3 separate regions of the Sus scrofa genome follow, and all the other regions are linked to region 1. Evidence: chromatin contacts called from public HiChIP or PLAC-seq data. All regions are on one chromosome and are shown on one strand. The core of a region is the stretch at or near the end of the contact, and the rest is flanking DNA. Distances in the headings are between cores, read along the strand shown. Region 1 holds the start of NRDC (nardilysin). Region 2 holds the start of ZFYVE9 (zinc finger FYVE domain-containing protein 9). Region 3 holds the start of KTI12 (protein KTI12 homolog).

Evidence for each region. HiChIP or PLAC-seq counts read pairs in DNA pulled down with a chosen protein or histone mark.
Region 2: an H3K27ac HiChIP or PLAC-seq map of alveolar macrophages shows a contact between it and region 1. The contact joins the promoter of ZFYVE9 here to the promoter of NRDC in region 1. A contact is called at or near these places in 1 of 5 promoter capture datasets (liver), 12 of 47 Hi-C or Micro-C datasets (alveolar macrophages, embryonic fibroblasts, fetal liver and 8 more) and 1 of 2 datasets of contacts at active chromatin or transcription factors (alveolar macrophages).
Region 3: a contact with region 1 is called in an H3K27ac HiChIP or PLAC-seq map of alveolar macrophages. The contact joins the promoter of KTI12 here to the promoter of NRDC in region 1. A contact is called at or near these places in 2 of 5 promoter capture datasets (fetal liver and liver), 3 of 47 Hi-C or Micro-C datasets (epiblast stem cells and liver) and 2 of 2 datasets of contacts at active chromatin or transcription factors (alveolar macrophages and skeletal muscle).

Annotation. Positions count from the first base shown.
Region 1 is chr6:160,297,371-160,301,328 of Sscrofa11.1, forward strand. NRDC (nardilysin) reads left to right here and starts at 1,731. Exons shown (of 31, transcript XM_003127978.6): 1 at 1,731-2,284. The coding sequence starts at 1,941.
Region 2 is chr6:160,072,657-160,076,614 of Sscrofa11.1, forward strand. ZFYVE9 (zinc finger FYVE domain-containing protein 9) reads right to left here and starts at 1,819. Exons shown (of 18, transcript XM_021096648.1): 1 at 1,489-1,819. It also overlaps the pseudogene LOC110261408.
Region 3 is chr6:160,152,904-160,156,861 of Sscrofa11.1, forward strand. It overlaps KTI12 (protein KTI12 homolog), which reads left to right and starts at 2,011. Exons shown (of 1, transcript XM_021096660.1): 1 at 2,011-3,958. The coding sequence starts at 3,087. TXNDC12 (thioredoxin domain-containing protein 12) reads left to right here. Exons shown (of 8, transcript XM_021096661.1): 3 at 356-416.

The sequences.
Region 1 (3,958 bases), core at 481-2,980:
TGGGGAACTCCATATTGGGATATTTGAACAATATTTTTCAATTAATTTATTTCATCTGCTGCTCTAGTTCAGGTTTCATCATTTTTTTTTTCTTTCTTTTTCGGTTTGTGTATTTAGACCTGCATCCACGGCAAATGAAAGTTCCCAGGCTAGGGGTCGAATCAGAGCTGCAGCCACCAGCCTATTCTACACCACAGCCACAACAATGGCCAATCTGAGAGCGCACCTGTGACCTACACCACAGCTCAAGGCAACGCAAGATACTTAACCCACTGATTCAGGCCAGAGATCGAACCTGAGTCTTCACGGATACCGGTTGGGTTCGTTACTGCTGAGCCACTATAGGAACTCCAGATTTTACCATTTCTTTTCTGATTCCTTGGGCTTCTCCTTCCCAACTCTTTATTTTCCTATCCATCATCATTTCTTGTCTTAGCATTCCCACCTCCGCCCTTTTTGCCTTTTTAGGGCTGCACCCACGGAGGTTTCCAGGCTACAGGTCGAATTGAAACTGTAGCTGCGGGCCTACACCAGAGCCACAGCAACACCAGATCCCAGCCATATCTGAGACCTACACCACAGCTCACAGCAACAGTGGATCCTTAACCCACTGAGCAAGGCCAGGGAGTGAACCTGCGTCCTCATGGATACTAGTCAGATTCCGTTTCCCCTGAGCCATGAAGGGAACTCCCTTAGCATTCACTTTTTAAAAATTATTTTATTCTGTTTCTCCCCATTTGAATGCATGCTCCAAGAAGGCAACAAATTTTGTTTTGTTCATGATTGTCTTCCCTATATCTGGAGCTGGGGAGGCCTAGAAAAATGTAAAGACCTAAAACAATCATCAAGATATCTCTGCTTCAAGTGCTTCTGCATTCACCATGTTTCTTCCTTTTGTGTGCTACAACTGCTTATGCCAAGGTTAGTAAATCACACACCTAGTACCACATCAGTTGCTTTTTATTTTCCAAGTACGTCTGTTTCAATCACATCTTGCCCACCAACGGCCACTGAAGGCAGGAAAAAACCTTGGGGAAACGGACTTAAGGGACAGGAGGTGGCTGCTCAGCGAAAGTTGGCTAACACTAACTGTGGACTCTAGTCTCTGGGGGAAGCTCAAAATGTTTTCGCATAGAAGAGTGAACACATTTACACCGGTCTTTTAAACACTTAGGCGAAGTGCACGACGGTCTAGCAAGCTGTAAGGAGGAGAAGCACGGCGGCTATTTCTCCGGTTCCGCTCAGCTCCACTCCCACGCAGCTTCCATCCGGCTGCAGAAAAACACTTCCGGCGTTCTGCTTTTTACGTGCCGAGTCACGGCCAAAACTCCACCCAGGTCTGAGGGGCATGATACGCAAAATACGACATGAGTGAGGGGAGGGGAAGCCTGGAAATTAATTTTCTCCACTCGCTTAGCGGTTTTCTCATCCGGGGAATATTTCTCTCGGAGCGGTGGAGCACTATTCAGCTGCTACCTCAAGCCACCTCCCCTCTTCCGTCATAAACGCTGCGCAGCCTCCCAGGCGCCGTTCTCCCGTCGTCCTCCGCGTCCCTCTCTCCGCCTCTTTTCTCTCGCCCCGCCCACTCCGTGTCCCGAAGAGCTCTCTGCGTGCTGCGAGATGCCGGCCCGGTCTCTTTGGTTCTTTTTTATTCCTTGTTCCCATTGGTTGATCACATGCACATGACTTCTATCTTGCCTTGTTATTGGCTAAAGTCAGTTGCGTCATCGACGGCGGGAGGGTGGGGGGGATGAGGGAAGTTGGCTTGGGGGAGACCGGATTGGGGGAGGGGTTCAGGCCTGTCCTCCCCGGCGGCTGCGGCAGCACCAGCGCCGGCCGCCACCGCCTCTGGAACGCGGAGGAGGAGGAGCGGCTGGAGAAGTAGGAGGAGGAGGAGGGCCCTAGGGAGCGGGATGCCCATTACTCCGGCTTGGTGGTGAATGTTGAGGAGAGTCACGGTTGCTGCAGTCAGTGCCACCGGGAGGAAGTTGTGGTGTGAGGCCGGGCGGGAGCTCGCGGCGCTGTGGAGAGTAGAAGCGCGGGGTCGGTGCGAAGACTCCGCGGCTGCCAGACCCTTTCCTACTCTGACCATGCCTGGAAGGAACAAGGCGAAGTCTACCTGCAGCTGCCCTGACCTGCAGCCCAATGGACAGGATTTGGGCGAGAGCGGCCGGGTTGCCCGTCTGGGAGCCGACGAATCTGAGGAGGAGGGACGGAGGGTGCCTGTCAGTAATGCCGGAGACCCTGAGATCGTCAAGTCTCCCAGCGACCCCAAGCAATACCGGTGAGGGAGGAGGCTTAGACCAGGGAGGAAAGCAGGGCGAGGGCCTCAGAGTGGCCGCTGTGGTCTCTTCTTGTCTCCGAATCTTCCGAAGGAGCACCAGGGGCACATTCCCAGCCCCAAAGCTTCCTTGGATGGAGGTGTCAAGAGCAGTTAGAGGCTTCCGTGATGTGTGAGCTGGACGAGGGGGAAAACTTGGGTTCCACAAGGAATCTGGATGTCAGAATGGGCAGGGTTGTTGGAATAATTTTGATACTCGCTAAAGCAAGAATGGAGGTTTCTCTGAGGAAAGCAGGCTGGATGGGCGGGGGGTGGGGTGGGGTATTGGTATTATGAGGAAAGGTTCAAGGAGCTGGAGATTTTAATTTTGGAGGGGATATTTAAGGGAAATACTATCATTATCCACAAACATTCCAGGTGCCCGTAGATGAAAGAGGGGTAAAACTAATGGGTGGAAGTTACTGGAGGGTCATGTGGCTTCAGTAAAAGAACTTAGGCATCAGAGTTGGCCTGAAATGAAGTGACTTACTTCCATGGTTTTTTTCTCAATGCTCGAATGGTTGGGTGACATCTTCCAAGAATATATTAGAGAGGGCTTGAGTCTCAGTTGGGTGAATCATAGAAGATTTGTAAGGTTTCCTCTCATCCCGCAATTCTCAACTTTTGGTTTGTATCATAATCCTCTAAACATCTCTAATATCTGGAGGCTCAATCCCCACCTGAGTATATTCTTCGCAGGTAGCCTATTCCATAGAATGTCATGACTATAATTATTTTAAAGAGAGATCATATTGCTTAGCTTCATTTTACAAGTTGAGGAAATTGAGATCCAGAGGGTTTGCTTCTTGCTCAGAATTACATAGCTAAATAATAACAGAGCTGGTATGAACACGGTGTCCATCTGACACTAACTCCAGTGCACCATTTACTGATTTTTTTTATAAAGTTCTTACTCATATTGAGTTGAAAGCTAAAGGATTCTTTCTAGGTTTTAATTTGTTATAAGCCCCTACAGTGTTAGAGCAGGAAAGAACCTTAAAGATAATCTTTTTCATTCCCTACCACCCTCAATAGGCAGATGACTGAAACTAAGGTCTAGAAAGAAGTGATTTAGCCCCAAGTTGAAGACAGACCTAATTTTTTCTTACTAGAGATTAACAGTTTACAACTCTGTACTATTCTTCCCTGGCTGCAGATCTTTATGGATGGGCCAAATTTTCTCTTATCAAAGACATTATATTAGTAATGATGTAATGAGCAATTTGGACCTTGATAAAAAGAGATTAACAATTCACAACTCTGTACTATTCTTCCCTGGCTGCAGATCTTTATGGATGGGCCAAATTTTCTCTTATCAAAGACATTATATTAGTAATGATGTAAATGAGCAATTTGAACCTTGATAAAAGGTATTTAGTTTTTGCCTTCCAGTTTAAATAACAGCTTCAGTTTTTTTCCTGCCTTTTTAAAGTTATATAATAAAAGTAATGTTTATAGAACATACACCACATGTCAGATACTGTTCTAACTGCTGTGGATGTATTTTTTCATTTAATGACCTCATTTTGGGCAAATTCATTCGAAAAACTCTTGTCTTACTGTGTCTTAGGCACTGAGCTATCTTAACTCTTTTCTGAAACTTGGTTGAATATAACTTGATAAATGATATTTTATTCT
Region 2 (3,958 bases), core at 569-3,068, 220 kb before region 1:
TAGGGAAAATCTTAACAAAAAAACAATACAAGGCTATGGCATCTAATAGAACAGGTCCTCAAAAAAAAAAGTTCAATACACAAAACCTCCTTAAAACTGAAGCTGCACAGGAGGTAAATCAGGGGTCTTTTAGGTAGTAGCTAATAAATTCAACTATGACTGCAACGTAATTTAGCAAAACATTTTTATACAAATGACTGGATGTTAAACAGTAAAATGGAACAGTTAACTCTGAAGCTAATACAGAGATAATAATTTAAAAATCACCAGTAATACAAGCCATTTTAAACTTTAAGTGACCAAAACGTTCTGTAAGATGATGGGTGACTTTTCCCCTATTATTAAACATTTACTGAGGGTCAGCACAGTACTTCTCTGTACTTTTCAAATTTTCTACAATAAACATATATTTTCAGGATTATAAAAGTTTTATAAGTACTTAATAATCCTCCATACTTCACATACATTATAGGAAAACAAGAATAACCTGAACCACATTTATCATAAATACCCAAAGGGCTGACTTAATGGTATCAAACCGTGATCACCAACTTTTTTTTATATTAATACCAAAATAAATCACTTAATTACTAAAATCTAGAATATGTCCTATTTCCATCAGGTCTCTGTTACTGGGATAGTTAGCATGACTTTTTAAAATCCTCTTGTCATCCATCCTATGGATCTATTTAGGGGGACAATTTTGAACCACGGACTAAGGCATTACAATACTCACACTCTTACGGGGGGGAGGGGTGATGGGGGGAACAGACCTTTGTTTTTTTAAAAAAGATGTTTTTCTAATTTTGAGTATTATCTGGGAGACGTTAACATCTCAAAGCTGGAATGGGGCTTTCTCCGAGGCAGACCACGCTTAGAAGCAAAAGGTAACAGAAGCAGCAGAGATGAGCTGCCGGTAGGTGATGAAATTTCACCTCAAAGAAGACGCAAAAGGTTGTTTTCAAGCCAGTCGGATGGGTGAATGACACTCCAGGGAGTTCCAAGGGCTTCCAGGGCCCCGCGCTTTCCGCACCGGCTTTCTCACCCTCCCGCCCCCGACCCCCGGGACTCTTCGGGACTGAGCCTGGGGCGCGAGAAGCCCAGGCTGTTTGCAAACAGGCGTCCTCTGCCTCCCTCCGGGATGTACGTGCGGGGCCCAGGGTAAGAGGCTGCGCTCGGCCCGGGCCCGCGGCCAACCCGAAGGGTGCCAGGGACCCTGCCAGCCCCGCTCTCCACAGACGCGGCCGCCCCGGAGCCCAGGCCGGGGCAAGGGCTTCCCGGCGACGCGGGGCCTACTCGTCCCCCACGCGCCTCCAGCCCCCCGGGGGACGCGGGGAGGAAGGGCTGAGGCCCCCGAGCCTGGGTGGGGGAGGCGGCCGCAGCGGCAGGACGCCCCGTCCGCCCGGCCCGAGGTCTCGCCGCCAGGGCCCTCCCCGGGCGGCCAAAGGCCAGCGAGCCCGGGACCGCGCGACGCCGCGTCACACTCACCTCGAGCAGCGGCCGCCGCCGCCTCAGCATGGCCGGGGGGTCGTCCCTGAGCCCACAGCCTCCTCCGGAGGGCACCCGCCCGGCCCCAGGCGCCGCCGCCGCCGCCGCCGCGAAGCCTCCCACTCCTGAAGGGGCTGTGGTCGCCGCTGGTGCTGAGGCCCAGCGCCCGCCGAGCCTCATCGGGCTCCCGGGCCGCCGCAGCCACGCGGATCCCGCAGGAGCGCCGCTGAGCCGGGCGGGGGGTGCGAGGCTGCAGCGGGACGACCGAGGTGCTGCAGGCGGGGATCCTCGGCGAAGCCTCCAGCGTCGCCGTGGCCGCTCCTGCCGCCGGCGCCGCTGGGCCACAGCGCCCCCTGGACCCCACGCCCGGCTACGGCGCCGGGACTGCGGCGGCCGCCCGGGCACGAGCCGCAGGGAACGCGAGGGAGCGCGGCCTGGGGATGGCGGGGGCCCCGGGCTCCCTGCGTCGCCCTGGGGCCGCCGGACCGCCCCCGACGACGCCCCCCGGAAGCCCCTCGGTCCCCACCGACCTTAGTGGGTCTCCTCCCCACTCCCTAGGCCTCAGGCCATGAGCATCTTTACACCTTTTCCTTCTCTCCAGAAGGTACGTGAACGTTCCTCTCACTCGGACCTTCACCTGAGAGCAGGGATGTGAGGGGAATCTCCTGGATTTCACCTCTCGAGATTCAAGGGGTAGCCTTTGTAATCCGTTCAGTGCGTCTGGATGTAAGAAGGGTGACCCAGAATCAACCCCCCCCCCCACGCATCCTTTCCTGAAACAGATGAAGGAATTGTCTTTGACCTTAACTTTTTTTTGGATCTATTGGCAAATCATTTCAGGAATTCCCAACAGATACCAAACCCTTAACACCCAACCTCCCCCAAAATAGAACAAATTAATAATAATAAGACAAGCAAGAGAAGAAAATAAACGAGTTGTCCTGAAATTTATAAACAATCTAAAATTAAGAGAAAAACAATCCATATTCTAACACACTCCCCCACCCCCACCCCCACCCCCACTCCGCTCATCCATCCCCAGTCCCTTCCACATCCCAGGTAAGGCTCTAAAGGAAAGAAATTGTTATATTGTGGGGGCTGTGGAATCATTCTCTTTACAGGTACCCTATATTCGATCCCACTCAAACTCTAGGGTGAAAACATCAGAACCAAAAACAAAAGAAAGGCTCTCAGAGGGAAAAGAGGGAAAGAGAAATTGTTCAAATCCTCTGGTCCCCAGTTTTTCCAAATACATGATTTTATCATTAAGTATGTAGTAGAATGAGCAGGGTCTTTGGTGGCAGACAGATCCTGGCAGAGGCACCAATTCCAGCTCTGTTGTGTTTAATTTTATGATCCTGGGCAAGTTATATAATATTTAGGAACCTCGATTTTCTGATGCCTGCCTTGCTGATTGTTGCAAAGATTGGAGATAATTTTGCAAAGGAACTAGCCCATGGAAGTTACTCAATAAATGTTAGTTCCTATTACTGTTGATTCCGAAACACCCTCAGTCCTTAAATTCAAGATTTTTCTCATCTTTTTCTTTCAAAATCTGTGTGTGTGTGTGTGTGTTTTCCTATGGAAAGATGGGTGCATTAAAAAAAAATGGGTGCATTATTCTTCGTCATTCTTGGTCTGGGTAAAATTTCTTTAAATTTCACTAATGGACTTATATAACATCCCTCCACTGAAGAAGAATAGAGCCTAGTATACCTGATCCTATGACATTCTGTTGCATAGCAGATATCTGCAAAGAACCAATATATTCCTCTATATAAAAAAAAGAATTATAAGGCAATCTCACCTTACCTAAGGTTATGTCCTAATAATAATATATCTTAATGAGAAAATTATATAAGGTCTCTGGGAACTTTCAAATAATAATTGAGCAGCCACCTTAGAGAAAAATATAACCTAACAGCTCTCTTCCAATAAATGAAAGCTGTTCCTGTGTCTGCCTTCGCCACCTACTTCTGAGTCACATTACAAAAAAATCACTATCCCCTTTTTATAACAAGAGAAACTGGGGCTCAGAAGGAAGCTGTGATTCATCCGTGCAACAGTTCTAAGAATTAAGTACTATACTACCACCATCTTACATGTGAAATACATCCAATATAAGGAAAAGCTGGAAGCAGACCCTGAGATTCCTTCACTCTCCCAGTCCTTTCTGCAATATTCAAAAAAGGCTGTAAGACTAAGTTACTGTTGCTAAACAGTTTCAATCTAGAGAAATGGCCCTTTAATTAAGATTAGTTTGGCAACCTAACATTAGCACTGTGCTTTCCAAGCCTAGTTCACTACCACCACAGGAAATCTACATTTGTTTATGAATAATCATGCTACCCAGGGTGTAGCTACTACGTGAAGATGATTCATTTGTTCCCAGGACCAGTTTCCTCTTGCTTCACACCCTCTCCCGTTCTACTCAAATTATGTTGCTCAAAGAGCCTGCCTTTATCCTCAC
Region 3 (3,958 bases), core at 761-3,260, 140 kb before region 1:
CATTTGTTATGACCTGCTTTATTATTACTCTATAGAAAATTATCATTCATTCTTATAGCATTATTTGCATACTCTAAGTTAGTTTACAAAGCATTTCATAACCATTATTTAATCTCTTTAAAAATTGTGAATTAGGCGATGTTACCCTCAATTTACAGGAATGAAAAGCAAGACTTGAGGTATGGGACTGTCTGTGGCCCCATACACCTAGAAAGTGGTGGAGTTGGGACTTAAACACCACACTGTAGACAAAGGATAACATTTTTTATGGGTATCTTGTGAACACGCCACACTTCTTTCTTGGGTCTTTGCCCTTTGTTAATGCGTGAATGTTTATAAGGCTTTTTCCTTCCAGGTTTTGGAGATCACATTCATTGGAGGACACTAGAAGATGGGAAGAAAGAAGCAGCTGCCAGGTACAAGATATGGTTTTAGGTTGTTTATATGGTAAATACCCTTTCCAGCCATCAGCTTCACGTTAATTTCAGGCAAAGGATTATGCCAGGCAGAGCAAGAATGGAGTAGTTGCCTGAATGACAATAATAATAGCTAACATTTATTAAGTGCTTATAACATACCAGGCATTGAATTATATGAATTAACTCATTTAATTCTCTCAACAACTCATTTGAGGTGGGTACTATTTCTTTCATTTTACAGATGAGAAAACTAAAGCACAGAGCAGTTAAATAACTTACCTAAGATCACACAGCTAATTTGATTCAGACCCAGGCACCCTGGCTTCAGAGCCTACACTTCACCAGTAAACCATGCTGCCTAATACTCCCAAGTTGAATGATCTTAAGTTCCATGTAGGTTTAATATATGCACAGAAAACTGATTTGATGGAGGAGGAAAAGGCAGAGCGGGGGAGGAAAGGCTAAACACTGATCTATGTGCTTTACATTCATTAATTTTTTTATCTTCAAAACCTGTGTATGAGGTTGGTTTAGCCTGTGAAATAAAAACCATTATTATTTCACAGGAGAGAAAACTGAGATACAGAATAGTCAAGTAACTTGACAGTAGTTTACATAGCTAGTAAGTGGCGAAGCCAAGACTTGAGCATACTCAGAGTTCCTCTTGTGGCTCAGCAGGTTATGAACCTGACTAGTATACATGAGGATGTGGGTTCAATCCCTGGCCTCACTCAGGGGTTAAGGATCTGCTGTTGCTGTGAGCTGTAGTATAGGTTGCAGATGCAGCTCAGATCCCACACTGCTGTGGCTGTGGCATAGGCTGGCCGCTGAAGCTCCAATTCGACCCCTGGTCTGGGAACATCTACATACTGTGGGTGCGGCCCTAAAAAGCAAAAAAAAAAAAAGACTTGAACATTCTACTCTACTGTATTGGAGAGATACAGAGACCCAATATATGTGCATTTTATACACACACACGTACTTGCACAGAAACACTCATATTTCTGTGTCTACCAAGCTAGAGTGCTTGCTTTTCTCAGAACAGAGCTTCATGGCTGAGTCTCATTACTTCTGCAGAAGTAAGGTTGCCAGATTTAGCAAGTAAAAGTAAAGGATGCCCAGTTACTGAATTTTAGGTAAGCAATAAGTAATTCTAATTATGCTCAAGCAATATTTGAGACATACTTGTTTGTTTTTTGTTTTTGTTTTTTGTCTTTTTGCTATTTCTTTGGGCCGCTCCCGCGGCATATGGAGGTTCCCAGGCTAGGGGTCGAATCAGAGCTGTAGCCACTGGCCTACACCAGAGCCACAGCAATGCCAGATCCAAGCCGAGTCTGAAACCTACACCACAGCTCAGGCAACACCGGATCGTTAACCCGCTGAGCAAGGGCAGGGACCAAACCCACAACCTCATGGTTCCTAGTCGGATTCATTAACCATTGCGCCACGACGGGAACTCCCACACTTGTTTTTATATATTGATTTTTTTTTTTTTTCTTTTTCTTTTGGCACCTCCACTGGGCATATGGAGTTCCCTGGCCAGTGATCAGATCTGCCTATGTGGCAGCTGCAACAACACTGGATTTTTTTTTTTTTTTTTTTTTTTTTTTTGGTCTTTTGTCTTTTTAGAGCCACACCGCAGCATATGGAGGTTCCCGGGCTAGGGGTTGAATCGGAGCTGTTGCTGCTGGCCTAAGCCAGAGCCACAGCAATGCCAGATTCACGCCGCATCTGTGACCTACACCACAGCTAACGGCAATGCCAGATCCTTAACCCACTGACCGAGGCCAGGGATTGAACCCTCAACCTTATGGTTCCTAGACAGATTCATTTCTGCTGAGCCACAATGGGAACTCCCTACATGAATCTTTTAACCCACTGTGCCAGGCATCCAGTCTGTGTCCTAGCACTGCAAATATGCTGCAAATCCCTGTTGCGCCACAGTGGTAACTCTGAGACATACTTATTTTTAAAACATTTTTTGTTGATTATCTGAAATACAGATTTAACTAGGTATCCTATACTTTATCTGGTAACCTTACCCAGAAGAAATAGGACTATTCCTAGGTAAAGTCTTCAGTAATATCTGTGGGCAGTTTGTTTTTCTCTTTTACACCTCAACCTACCTCTATCCATTAGCGTGTATATTATTCTGCTAGTAGGTACCTGATTTTTCCCATGCAGACCTTTGGCCTCCTATGGGGGAACTGTTTTATGTTCATTTCTAAATCCCCAATCATGAAGATGTTTAATGATTGAAGTGGTTATCGAAAAACAGTTACTGCGTGTACAGGCTGTAAGGAATGAAAGGGAATTAGCATTTGTGAACTGCCTTCTATGTGCTTAGTGCTAATGGTTTTGCAATATTTAATGCTCTTTAAGGCCCCATTGTAAATGGATGGACCTAGTCCTCGACCACTGAGAGATCACATTCTTCTGAGACTTGTAATATTTTATATAAATAACGGAAGCCATTCTAAGCTCCCTCTCCTTTCAGAGAGACCGGGACCTAGCTCTAGTTGGCCAGAATTCCTGTTTCCATAGCAACAAGAGGTCCTGTAAGAGTCGTGGGAGGCAGGAAGTGCAGTTTGCATTTCCGTTTTGCGTCGGAAACTCGGGCAACCCGGAAGTTGACGGCGCAATTGCACATGGCCGCCTCCTGGGACGATGCCCCTCGTGGTGTTTTGCGGACTGCCGTACACCGGCAAGAGCCGGCGCGCGGAAGAGCTCCGCCGCGCCCTGGCGGCCGAGGGCCGCGCGGTATACGTGGTGGACGAAGCGGCGGTGCTGGGCGCGGAGGACGCGACAGTGTACGGCGATTCGGCCCGTGAGAAGGCCTTGCGTGGGGCCCTGCGAGCTGCCGTGGAGCGGCGCTTGAGTCGCCACGACGTGGTCATTATCGACTCGCTTAACTACATCAAGGGCTTCCGCTACGAGCTGTATTGCCTGGCTCGGGCGGCGCGCACCACGCTGTGCGTGGTCTACTGCGTGCGGCCAGGTGGTTTGGGCAGAGGACCGCGGGTGGCCGGCGTAGAGGAGAATCGGAGCCTGAACGTCAGTGTGAGTTGGAGACCGCGCGCTGAGGAGGGAGGGAGACCTCTGCCGGCGGACACCAGTGTTCTCGGGGAACCGCAGGCAGTGGACTCCGTAGTCAACGGGAGACGCCAGACAGATGTACTTAAGGAACCAGAGCAGAAGGAAATCGGGGCGTCAGATTTTCTAGCTGTCTTGAATACGGAATCCGAGAAACCTGCAAAGCATGTGTCCGGTGTTTTTTACCCTCCCGAACTTCTGGAGGCTCTGGCGCTGCGCTTCGAAGCTCCCGACTCTCGGAACCGCTGGGACCGGCCCCTGTTCACTTTGGTGGGCTTAGAGGAGCCGTTGCCCTTGGCAGAGATCAGGGCTGCCCTCTTTGAGAACCGGGCTCCTCCACCCCATCAGTCTACACAGTCCCAGCCACTTGCCTCTGGCAGCTTTTTGCACCAGTTGGACCAGGTCACTAGCCAGGTGTTGGCAGGACTGATGGAAGCACAGAAGAG